Regions from separate parts of the Siniperca chuatsi genome. Here regions 1 and 3 are each linked to region 2. A link is a contact called in public Hi-C data. All regions are on one chromosome and are shown on one strand. The core of a region is the stretch at or near the end of the contact, and the rest is flanking DNA. Distances in the headings are between cores, read along the strand shown.

Evidence for each region. A called contact is a pair of places that touch in the nucleus more often than the background predicts.
Region 1: a Hi-C map of an unstated tissue shows a contact between it and region 2, with 3 times the contacts expected there. The contact joins the enhancer-like site here to the promoter of zfp36l2 in region 2. A contact is called at or near these places in 2 of 3 Hi-C or Micro-C datasets (skeletal muscle and an unstated tissue).
Region 3: a contact with region 2 is called in a Hi-C map of liver, with 2.9 times the contacts expected there. The contact joins the enhancer-like site here to the promoter of zfp36l2 in region 2. A contact is called at or near these places in 3 of 3 Hi-C or Micro-C datasets (liver, skeletal muscle and an unstated tissue).

The regions. Positions count from the first base shown.
Region 1 is chrLG11:6,189,406-6,192,689 of ASM2008510v1, reverse strand. All of the region lies in intron 26 of thada (thyroid adenoma-associated protein), which reads left to right. Among protein-coding and RNA genes, the nearest start is that of LOC122884610, 34 kb to the left of the region's middle. Within about 2 kb of position 1,284, the one cell type or tissue checked has an H3K27ac peak away from gene starts, as active enhancers do.
Region 2 is chrLG11:6,119,306-6,122,719 of ASM2008510v1, reverse strand. zfp36l2 (mRNA decay activator protein ZFP36L2) reads left to right here and starts at 1,991. Exons shown (of 2, transcript XM_044214730.1): 1 at 1,991-2,412; 2 at 2,638-3,414. The coding sequence starts at 2,323.
Region 3 is chrLG11:6,047,415-6,050,707 of ASM2008510v1, reverse strand. No RefSeq gene overlaps it. Among protein-coding and RNA genes, the nearest start is that of LOC122884609, 6.8 kb to the right of the region's middle. Within about 2 kb of position 1,382, the one cell type or tissue checked has an H3K27ac peak away from gene starts, as active enhancers do. A contact at or near this core is called in liver, where this site is marked.

The DNA of each region.
Region 1 (3,284 bases), core at 35-2,534, 71 kb before region 2:
CGTGTTTAGGGATGGGTATCATTAGGATTTTATTGATACTACTACTCTTATCAGTTCTTTTTTTTTTTTTTTTACTAAATAATATTTTTTTAATATATATTCTTTAAAAAAAAGAATAAATTCAGAAAAGGATTACCATGTCAACTGCACGCTACAATAGCACTATTGTAAGATAAAAAGAATCTTTTCTAAACTAAAAATATTAAAAGATAAACATGTACAAGCATTGTAAAGTCACACTGGAATACAATAGTTCCATTGCTAATTTTCTTAGGAATCAGCAATGTCTAGGTCATAGCGCTGGTTAGAATCATAGCTAGGCTAGCGTTAGTGTTTAGCAGACGCCTGGAACGGTATAGCCAATCAGAGGCAGAGTAGGGTCGGGTCTACAGTTGACTCTTCTTCCAGTACAGACTGTAGTTCCATCAGCTCATGTGAGGGAATATCTCCACCTGCTGGTGTAGCTAGTAACTGCACCTCACATTGCGGATTCCTTTTTACAGATCTTCTGCGGTACAAATTGGACTAAATTCCACAAATAAATAGGAGGGAAGTCACAAATGTCACATGGCCCACAAGCTGACCGGAAGCAATCTACAAATGTGCAAAACCTGTTTCACATGTAAAAATGGATCCACAAATGCATAAATATCACCTTACAAGTATTTGTTGTGGTGAAACTCTTTACATTTGTAAAATCTATAATATTTTTATGTGAAATTAAAATATGTAAGTTATGCATATTTGCAAATCGCTCTGTATTTTTGTGGATATGACTTTACACAAAACAAGTAAAAAAACAAACAAAAAAAAAACCAAACAAGTTTGTGCATAGTGAAATATTTGTGGATCATGGTACACATTTGTGGATTGTCTTCTGTGGCTGCAGCCTTTTATAAGAGGCTGATAATAATATATAATAATAATTGTTGTTCGCAATGTAGCATTGTCTGGGGAAAAAATAGGGTGCATCCCCTGGGCGCGCATAGTGAGTTTACTGCGTCCTTTCAGATTTGAATGCATCAGAGAAGCAGCACTCGTACCTAGCAACATCATTGCCATTAGCATGGCTGTAGACTTATTCTCGTTAAACCTGTTACCTCACTGCTGTTTGGAAATGCAAATATGCAGAGTGGCCTTGTACACCTTGAAACCATAATGTATAAAACCTTTCTATGATTGATATCTTACTGGGCCCCTGTTAGAACTGATACAGTATTCGGTAGTATTCGGAGCATATTAAAACAGACATGAACAATAATGTGCTTTGTTGGAGTATGATAGTTGTAGTGACGTCTACATTGAGCTCAGAAGTGATTTGTTACCCCACAGATAATCCAGGCTAAAGTTTCACAGGGCTTTGGGCCCTGCTCCAGGAAGCTCTGTCTGGCTCCCTTTACTGTATTTCTATTGGCTGCTTTGCTGAAGGCCTCAGAATACTCCTAACCAAGCCAAGGCTGCTCCTGTTTATCTTGTCTGTTTTGTGTTTTTAGTCTGCTGTCCCTCCCTTTGTATAGCTTTTAGTTATCTCCCCTTCCTCTTGTCTGCTGCTTTCTTTCTTATTATTACTGTGTGGGGTGATTTTTATATGCATGTGGGAGAATTCGTGTGCTGTGATTAATGTCAAATAGAAGAATTACTAAGAAAATTAGCATTGAAACTATTGTATTCTAGTGTGACATGTTTATCTTTGAATATTTTTAGTTTAGAAATCATTATATTTATGTTACAATAGTGCTATTGTAACATGCAGTTGTCATGGCAGTAAATCTCATTGTATTGACCTGAAATTGGTACAGAACTGTGCGTGTATGAGCAAGAAAGCTGCAACTCATTTATAACTTTGGGAGTTTGTCTTTTCCACAGTCAGTTGTATGTCTGGTTTTTGTTATTACCATGATTTTACTGTTGTGATCTCTGGCAGCAGAAAATGCATTGTGACAGCTTGTCCACTCTAATATTTGGCTCTGTGTGTAAGAGCCTCTTGGTCCACTGAAGCTGGAGCATAAACACATTTCCCTCTCACACAAACCAGTTTATTTATGGCAGTGTGTGTATTTGTGTTTTTGGGAAGTTTGAGCTTCTTGCTGTCTGTGGGAATTTCAGCTGTGTATTTTACATAGTTACTTGAATCCAGACATATTGTTTGCTTATGGATCATCGTTCCACTAAGCCCAGACTCAGGCTTCTCCGCTCTGTGACCGTGCATTGATGTTGATCCGATATCGTCGCTGAGATAAATGCAATTGTAAACAAAGCTGACAGAGCAAAGATTGCTCTCTGCATTCCAACCAAAGCCTCCAGCTTTATCACGGGCCTCTGTCAACTCCTCACTTTGCACTACATGTGCTATTGTACATGCAGAAATGTCCATATCAATGTTATTTAGGTGCACTTTAATAAAAATGAGAAAGAGAAAGCTGCACACTCATAACGCCGATACATTTCAACGTTTCGCCAAACAGCCTTCTTCAGCTTTTCCGAATCCTTTCAAAGCGTCAGTCTTTAGAAGTAAATAAATGCATTCCCTCAGTTTTCTTTTTTACTGAGGTGCTTTTGAGCATGGTATGTTTTTTTGTTTTTGTTTTTTTTTTGCTCAACGACATCTCAGCAGGATTGCTTGTAGAACCTATTATCAGTGGTGTGTAAAGTGTCAGATCTTTTACTTAAGCAGAAGTACCAATACAACACAACACTGAAAGAAATACTCCATTAGAAGTAAAGTCCTGCATTCCAAATCCTGCATAAGTAAAAGTACAGACGTATTATCAGAAAAATGTAGTTATACTATCATAAGTACAGAAAAGTTGTGCCTGCAAGTGATATATTATTATGTATTAAGTTATTAGAATGTTAATACTGATGCATCCATGTGTAAGCAGCTTTTTACTGTTGTAGCTGGTCTAGGTGTTACATAGGGTTATATACTGTTCGCTATAGTCCAGTGGTTCCCAACCTAGGGGTCGGGCCCCTCCAAGGTGTTTTTTTAGATGTAATCTTTATTCTTACGATTTAGCTCTAATCATTTTGGAGTAAAAAGCACAATATTTTCCTCTGAAATGTAGTGGAGTAGAAGAATAAAGTAACATAAACTAGAAATACTCCTCAAAATTGCACATAAGTTCTTGAGTATATGCACTTACTTACTTTCCTTCACCGCCTTTTATATAACATTGTGTGTATGCATTCTAAAAAATATTATAATCACCTTGTGTAACAACTAATCTTCCACAGACTTTTTGAGCCATTTGCCTTAAAGGTAATGTAGTCTATATGAATGTGCA
Region 2 (3,414 bases), core at 742-3,241:
CATTGGACTGTGTTTTTATGCTTCCCTCTACTTTTCCTGGTTATGTAATTAGGAGGACGGCACAATGGACTACTGTCCTCTCTGTGTGTGTGTGTGCGTGTGTGTATGTGTGTGTGCGTGCATACGGATTCATGCTGCCCTTTCTTACAGCTGGACCCTTCTCCCTCCCTGGTAGCCATGTTCCCTGTTACAGTAAAACTGATGTAATGTTTTGGAACAACTCAACATCCCCCAATAAAAACAGAGCCGTGTGATGGGAGAGCGGTTTCTGCGGACGAGGACATGTTCAAGGGATTTCTCAGGAGCCTCCCTGTGTCTGTCCTTCACATTAAACTATTTATCACAACTTACAAAGCGCAAATAGTCCTGGGGCAGCCCTCAGCCTAATTTTAGGGTTGGTAGTAGTAGATTCCAAGCTCTTATGTCACTTGTTTTTCGCCTATTGCTATTTCCCCTTCTTTTTTTTTTTCTTTTTTTTTACCTCCCTCCCTGCTTCTACAAACCAAACCATTCAGCACTTAAGAGAATATTGAATCATGTCACATAATGAAAAATCATTTTTATAACCACTCTTCCAATTATGATCCTATATGGAAAAGACTTAATGGTTACCAGTGTCGCAGAAACCCGGCAATTTCTGTTGATATGTGCTGCACAAAGTTTTTACACCCTCCTGACCAAAATATCTGCCTTGTGGAGCCCTGATATAGAGCCCCGTCCTCTGCTGCCAACTCCACAATCTTTCCACTGTGGTTTTTAAAACTTGACATAACTCCAAGAGTAGAGTGGAGTAGTTTGACATTTTCATCCTGGGAAGGTTACATCATGTTGAGACAGGGGCAGCTCATTGCAACCGCACTGCACTCTTTGACTTTACAAAGGGAAGGGACTGTGGCGACTGGGTGGAAATTGACAAAACATCTCTAAACATGGATGCTTCTCTGTGTTTGGAAGTCTACTTTATCCTCTCTGTGAAAAGATGAGGCAGGACAATTTCTCCTTATATATATATATATAAAAAAAAAAAAAATGACATTATTGCAGCCAAATGGGCCTGAATGAAATCTTCCTCCGGCTCTGCTCAGTAGGTGGCGCCTCAGTCTTTCCCAGTCAATTTCCCATTTTGCTCTCACGGGGGCAGTGTTGCTCCGCTGTACCACATGAAAACCACATTCCTGCAGTCCTGGCTCGGAGATGGGGGGGGAAACAAGCTAGGGAGGAACTCAGAGGAGTGGTTTTAAAAAAAGATTTAATCAGAGTAAATCCGTTTTGTGTTAATGACTCGGCATGTTGTGCTTTAGGAGTGACAGATTTCTAATATGATGTTAAAGTCAACATCTTGAAGTTTAGGTTTGAAACAATACACGAGGAGGTCATGTGAGCAGAGTAGGCATTAACTGTCTATTTTGCCATGTGTAGTAGACTGGAATAGGCTGCTGTTGCACTGTGGAAGTTGATTATGCAACCAGTGGATTCTAAAAATTGTACTGCACTCTGCCTGGACTCCTCTCCGCTCATTCTTGTGGTCTCACCCCATCCACAGGGAGAGAGGGGGAGGGAGGGAGAGGCAGCATTTCCTTCCATTACAAATACATGTCAGCTTCCAAATGTGGTGGTCCAGAGGCTAGAGGGGTGGCCTTGTCACTGGTAGGTCGCCGGCTCAAACCCCAGGACTTTGCTGGGGGTAGGGCGCAGGGGAGAAACCATTTCCCTTTCATTGTAATGCAGTCGTGGAGCTTTTGAGCAAGGCACCCAGCCTCCAAACGTACTGCTTCAGTTAGAGGATCAGGGGTATGTGCAGCTTGCATGCGCAGTAACGTCACTTGATGGTTCGACATTCTTTCTCAGCGAGAGCCAAGCCAAAAAGCAAAACCAACTTCCACAAAATTGGTTGTGTGATTTAAGAAAAGAAAAAGTTTTGAGGGGTGTGAGGAGGGATGGGGGTGCTGGGGTTGGATTTCAAGGCGTGGTGTTAAAGAATAGGCGGCCAACCGGTGAATGGAAGTTGTTTCGGAGAGGAGGGGAGGAGGCGGCTCCTCGCAAAGGTTTGCACCGACTAAACTTCGCCCCTCCCCGGCCACCGCCAGGCATTTATACCCATGCGAAAAGGCTCGAGCGCACAGTGAAGCACTCTGGTTCAGCGCTTCTCGAGGGGAGGAACTAAAGCCACCTACAACTCAACAATACAAACCTAGCCCCCCCTTTCCCCCCCATCTTCTACGGACTTAAACTGCAAACTTTTAAAGCAACTTTTCCACAACCAAAAACCAGTCGTGGCACAAACTACCACCCGTCGCATTCAAGGATCCTGGTCGGTCCTCCATGAAAGAGGGAGTGCGGCAGCAAACTTGGGGAAAAGAGATGTCTGCGACCGTCTTGTCTGCTTTCTACGACATGGACATGCTTTACAAGGTAAAAGTTTGACAAGATATGGGGAGTTTTTCGTAGTGCATCCAGGGTGAAGCACTTAAGCATAGCTGAATCAGCGTGCTTCAACTTCAGTGGAGTTAGCATGTGTTCAGCGGCAACAAGTTACATTGCAGGCAAACAGAGTTGTCTCATACATGCCATGTGGTCAAAATAGTAGCATAATTGGTGCCTGAAGTACATTGCTAACTCGTCTTTTCTTTCCTACAGCAAGATAAAAGCATGAACATGAACGCCCTCCACATCAACAGCATGCTGGACAAGAAAGCGGTGGGGGCTCCAGTCACGACTCCGGGCTCCGGTGGTTCCTTCACACCGGGATTTTTCCGCAGAAACTCAACCAGCAACGTGGAGGCGATGAACAACGGCAACAAATACTCGATGGGCTCCTACAGCAGCCTGAAGGAGAACACACCGAGCAGCAACAGCAGCGCCACGGCCCTCATGAACAAGGAGAACAAGTTCCGCGACCGCGCTTACAGCGAGAACGGAGACCGGGGCGTGTTGCAGCAGAAGCCCGGCTCTCAGATCAACTCCACCCGCTACAAGACCGAGCTGTGCCGGCCCTTCGAGGAGAACGGCTCGTGCAAGTACGGGGAGAAATGTCAGTTCGCTCACGGCTACCACGAATTGAGGAGCTTGTCCCGCCACCCTAAGTACAAAACGGAACCGTGCCGCACCTTCCACACCATCGGTTTCTGCCCGTACGGTCCCCGGTGTCACTTTATCCACAACGCCGACGAACGCCGGCCCGCTCCGGCCGCCAACGCTAACGTGCAGGCGGGGGAGCCCAGGTCGGCTCGCGAGCTGTGCGGCTACGGTCACAGGGAGGTCCTGCCGCCGCAGCAGCTTGGCTACATCCAGAGGGACAGACCAAAGCTTCACCACAGCCTCAGCTTCTCCGGCTTCTCCACCCACCACGGACTCGAGTCTCCCCTGCTCGACAGCCCCACGTCCAGGACCCCACCGCCACCCACCACCGCCTCC
Region 3 (3,293 bases), core at 133-2,632, 71 kb after region 2:
GAGAAACTTAAACTTCATTGACCGAAAATTTACCGCTGCATGAATTGATTTTCATAACAAGCTGTAAACACAACATTGATATATTATCACATTATAGATAATGTTGATATGGCTAATGTGTTATCTAACAGTTACTTATTTACACATCCAACATAAATGAAGAAATATTACCATTCATGGAGTCATGTTTTTGGCCAATTGATGTCAGTCCAATATTCACTCTCCTTTTAGTTCTGTTTTTGGTCTCTACCAACTCCTGAGGGAAATATCTGGCTCATCAGCTGCTAAATCCTCTGCTATGTTCGCTAACTAGCTGCTAATTTTGTGTGTCTGCTCTATGGTGCTAACTGAACAGTATACAGTCATTTTTTTAGGGTTTGATCGGCTGAAAACCATGGTGGAAGAGTGATGAAACTCAACCAAGAGTAAAATTGCGGGTGGGCTGAAAAACCAACTGCAGAGTCAGGTGATAGTTCTCTGTGGGTTCACCACTATGAGTGACACCTTTCGCATACACATTGTTGTTTGAGCCATTGTCAATATAAAATATTTATTGTAGCAGCTTTAAGGAAAAATACATGACAACACTGGACACAGGAATAGTTCGAGAATCAATATATACATCAGTGACATCAGAGCACCATCATGGAGACAAAAATACATGTTGTACAGTTGTCAGCAGGCAAAACAGATACATCCTATTCAGTCACATGTTCATGCAAAGTGACAAAATACATCACGTACCAAGTGCTTCCTATTAGGAAAGACACATGCAAAAACAGATTTACACAAACAAGAAGGGATGACAGAAGCAAAATCACACACACACACACACACACACACACACACACACACACACACACACACACACACACACTTGCAAACTTAAATAGAAGCATGAAAATTAATTAAAAACATAAATGTCTTGCACAGGCACATATTTTCTTATCTCATCTTGTGGCTTTGGGGTGACAAACAAGTGATATGTGCAATGTACTTTGCAAGGTGTGAAATAATATATATATATATATATATATATATATTACATACGTTCATATGTATGTCTGATTGCATGTGACTGTGTGTGTGTGTATTAGACAGGTGGTGTGCTAATCATTACCTCTGATCTCCCTCACATTAGCACACTCAGCCTGTGTACCTGTCTGTTCTCTTACGTACACTGTGGTTTCTCAACCAGCCCTGCAATATGCTCACTGCCACAGATAAGAGCTGTTTATCTCACCACGGTGGCTTCCTCTCTAGCATACAAACACACTCTGTCTCTCCCTCTCTGCCTCTTTTTCACTTCTTTCTTCTTGTGTTGACGCAACCGTAAATGCTGCAACCCTAAATGTGTTGTGCTCCTCTTCAAGTCTAGTGCTAATCCTTCCTGCCTGAGCATAGATTAAGACGTGCAAAAGACTGATGGTGTTTGCGATGGTGTGCGCTAACACACCCAAGTGCTACAAGCATCTGCATGCTTGCACTGAAAGCAACCTTACAAACTCCAGGAAACAAACACACACAAAGAGAGAGATGCATGTCAGGAATCCTCTTACACAACCGCCCCACATCACTCTGCTATTTGACATGGGAAAATTGACACTAGAATTCAATCTTGCAAGAAAATCTAAAGCCACAGGCCATTCAGTGCACTGATTGACAGCCTTCTCCTCCTATGTACTATTCCTCATTGACACATGTACCAGCAACATAAAACTGTCAGCTCTAGTACACCCTGCACACTGGACTCCATTTTTGCAGAAGTTGAATTGGTTTCTCTGCAGATCAGACCAGAATTCTGTGTATATTAAAGATGATGAGGCTAGTCTTAAGTGCTGCACTAACTTCTGTAAAAGTTTTAGTGGGTTGGAGGTGGCCTTTTCTAAGGCTACGTAGATATCTGGTTGACAGTGTTGGGCAAGCTACTTGGAAATTGTAGTGAGATAAGCTACCAGTTACTCTACATTAAATGAATCTTCACTAAACTGAAGCTACCCCCAGAGAAATGTAGCAAGCTAAGCTACAGTAACATGGCAAAAGTAGCTTACTACATAGAAACTTTTTTTTTTACATTGAACCAACTTCAAGTCAACGCTATCTCAGTGATCAATAAAACTGTCAATAAGCTGTGCTCTCTGCGCTCACTGCTCCAAAACCAACCACGCTTAATTTTATTCACTTCCTGCCAACAGAAAGTGAAAAAAATTGTAGCTAGCTAGTGGTTAGCTGTTGACAAGTTGCTAGCTGGTGTTTGCAGACTGCACTGAATTGTGATGGTTAGCTTGGTTGTGTTAGCCTATTCGGAAATCACCTGAATGTGTCAACTCAAGCTCGTGTGTCTGTATTCCGCTGCAGCAGAGACGTTGTAGGCATCAGCCCAAGGATTGGTACGTGATGTCACCGTCATATGGAAGTGCTTCTGTCGGCTACTCTGTCGGACGGTGGCGTCACCTACTGATCCTTAGCAGTTTTATTTCAGACCGCAGCAGAAAGCCCTGCTGTGCTTGAGCAGAAATGCTCAAGTTTATTTGAAATGCGATGGAGATGTAACGTTAGCTTGTGTGGATGCTACCGCACTACTTGATCAATAGCTAAGCTACTGAAAAGCTATTTGATTCAGAAAACAGTGAAAACAACCACCATGCTACTGAGAAATGTAGTTAAACTAGTACTGCCCAACACTGCTTTGTTTGAGCTGTTGGAAAGATAAGACGGCGTAGGTTTGTCAATATTTCTTAATTGAAAACAACGGGACTAAATAACCAACGTAAGAGCTTTCTCACTAGGAATCAAAAAAATGACCCTAGGTTCTGGACACCAACTCAGAGATAGAAGCCAGGTGAAGTTGCTGTTGTAAAATTTCAAAGGTCTCAAAAACTTCAGTTTTGTTGTGATTTAACTGCAGACAACTACGAGACAGCTAGGCACTAATCTTAAGGCAATTTTATAAATTTGAAAGTTCTCTAGGTTTCACAAAGACGTAAACTGAATATAAAGGGGCAACTAAGGGGCGCATGTAAAGGTAGAATAACACAGGTCCCAGGATTGAGCCTTGAGGAACTCCACACGAGGAGCATAATCAGACACAATCAGCGATGGATACAAGGAACTGGCGATTGCATAAATAGAATAACAATTCAAAAGTTATAACAGATATCCCAACCCACTTACTCAGACAATCTAATAATGTATTATGAAAGCAGCACTTAAAACAAGAAGAAGTGATGCAGAAGATGCAGCTTTTACCATGATCGGACTACAAAAGAGATGTCATTTGTGAATAACTTCCA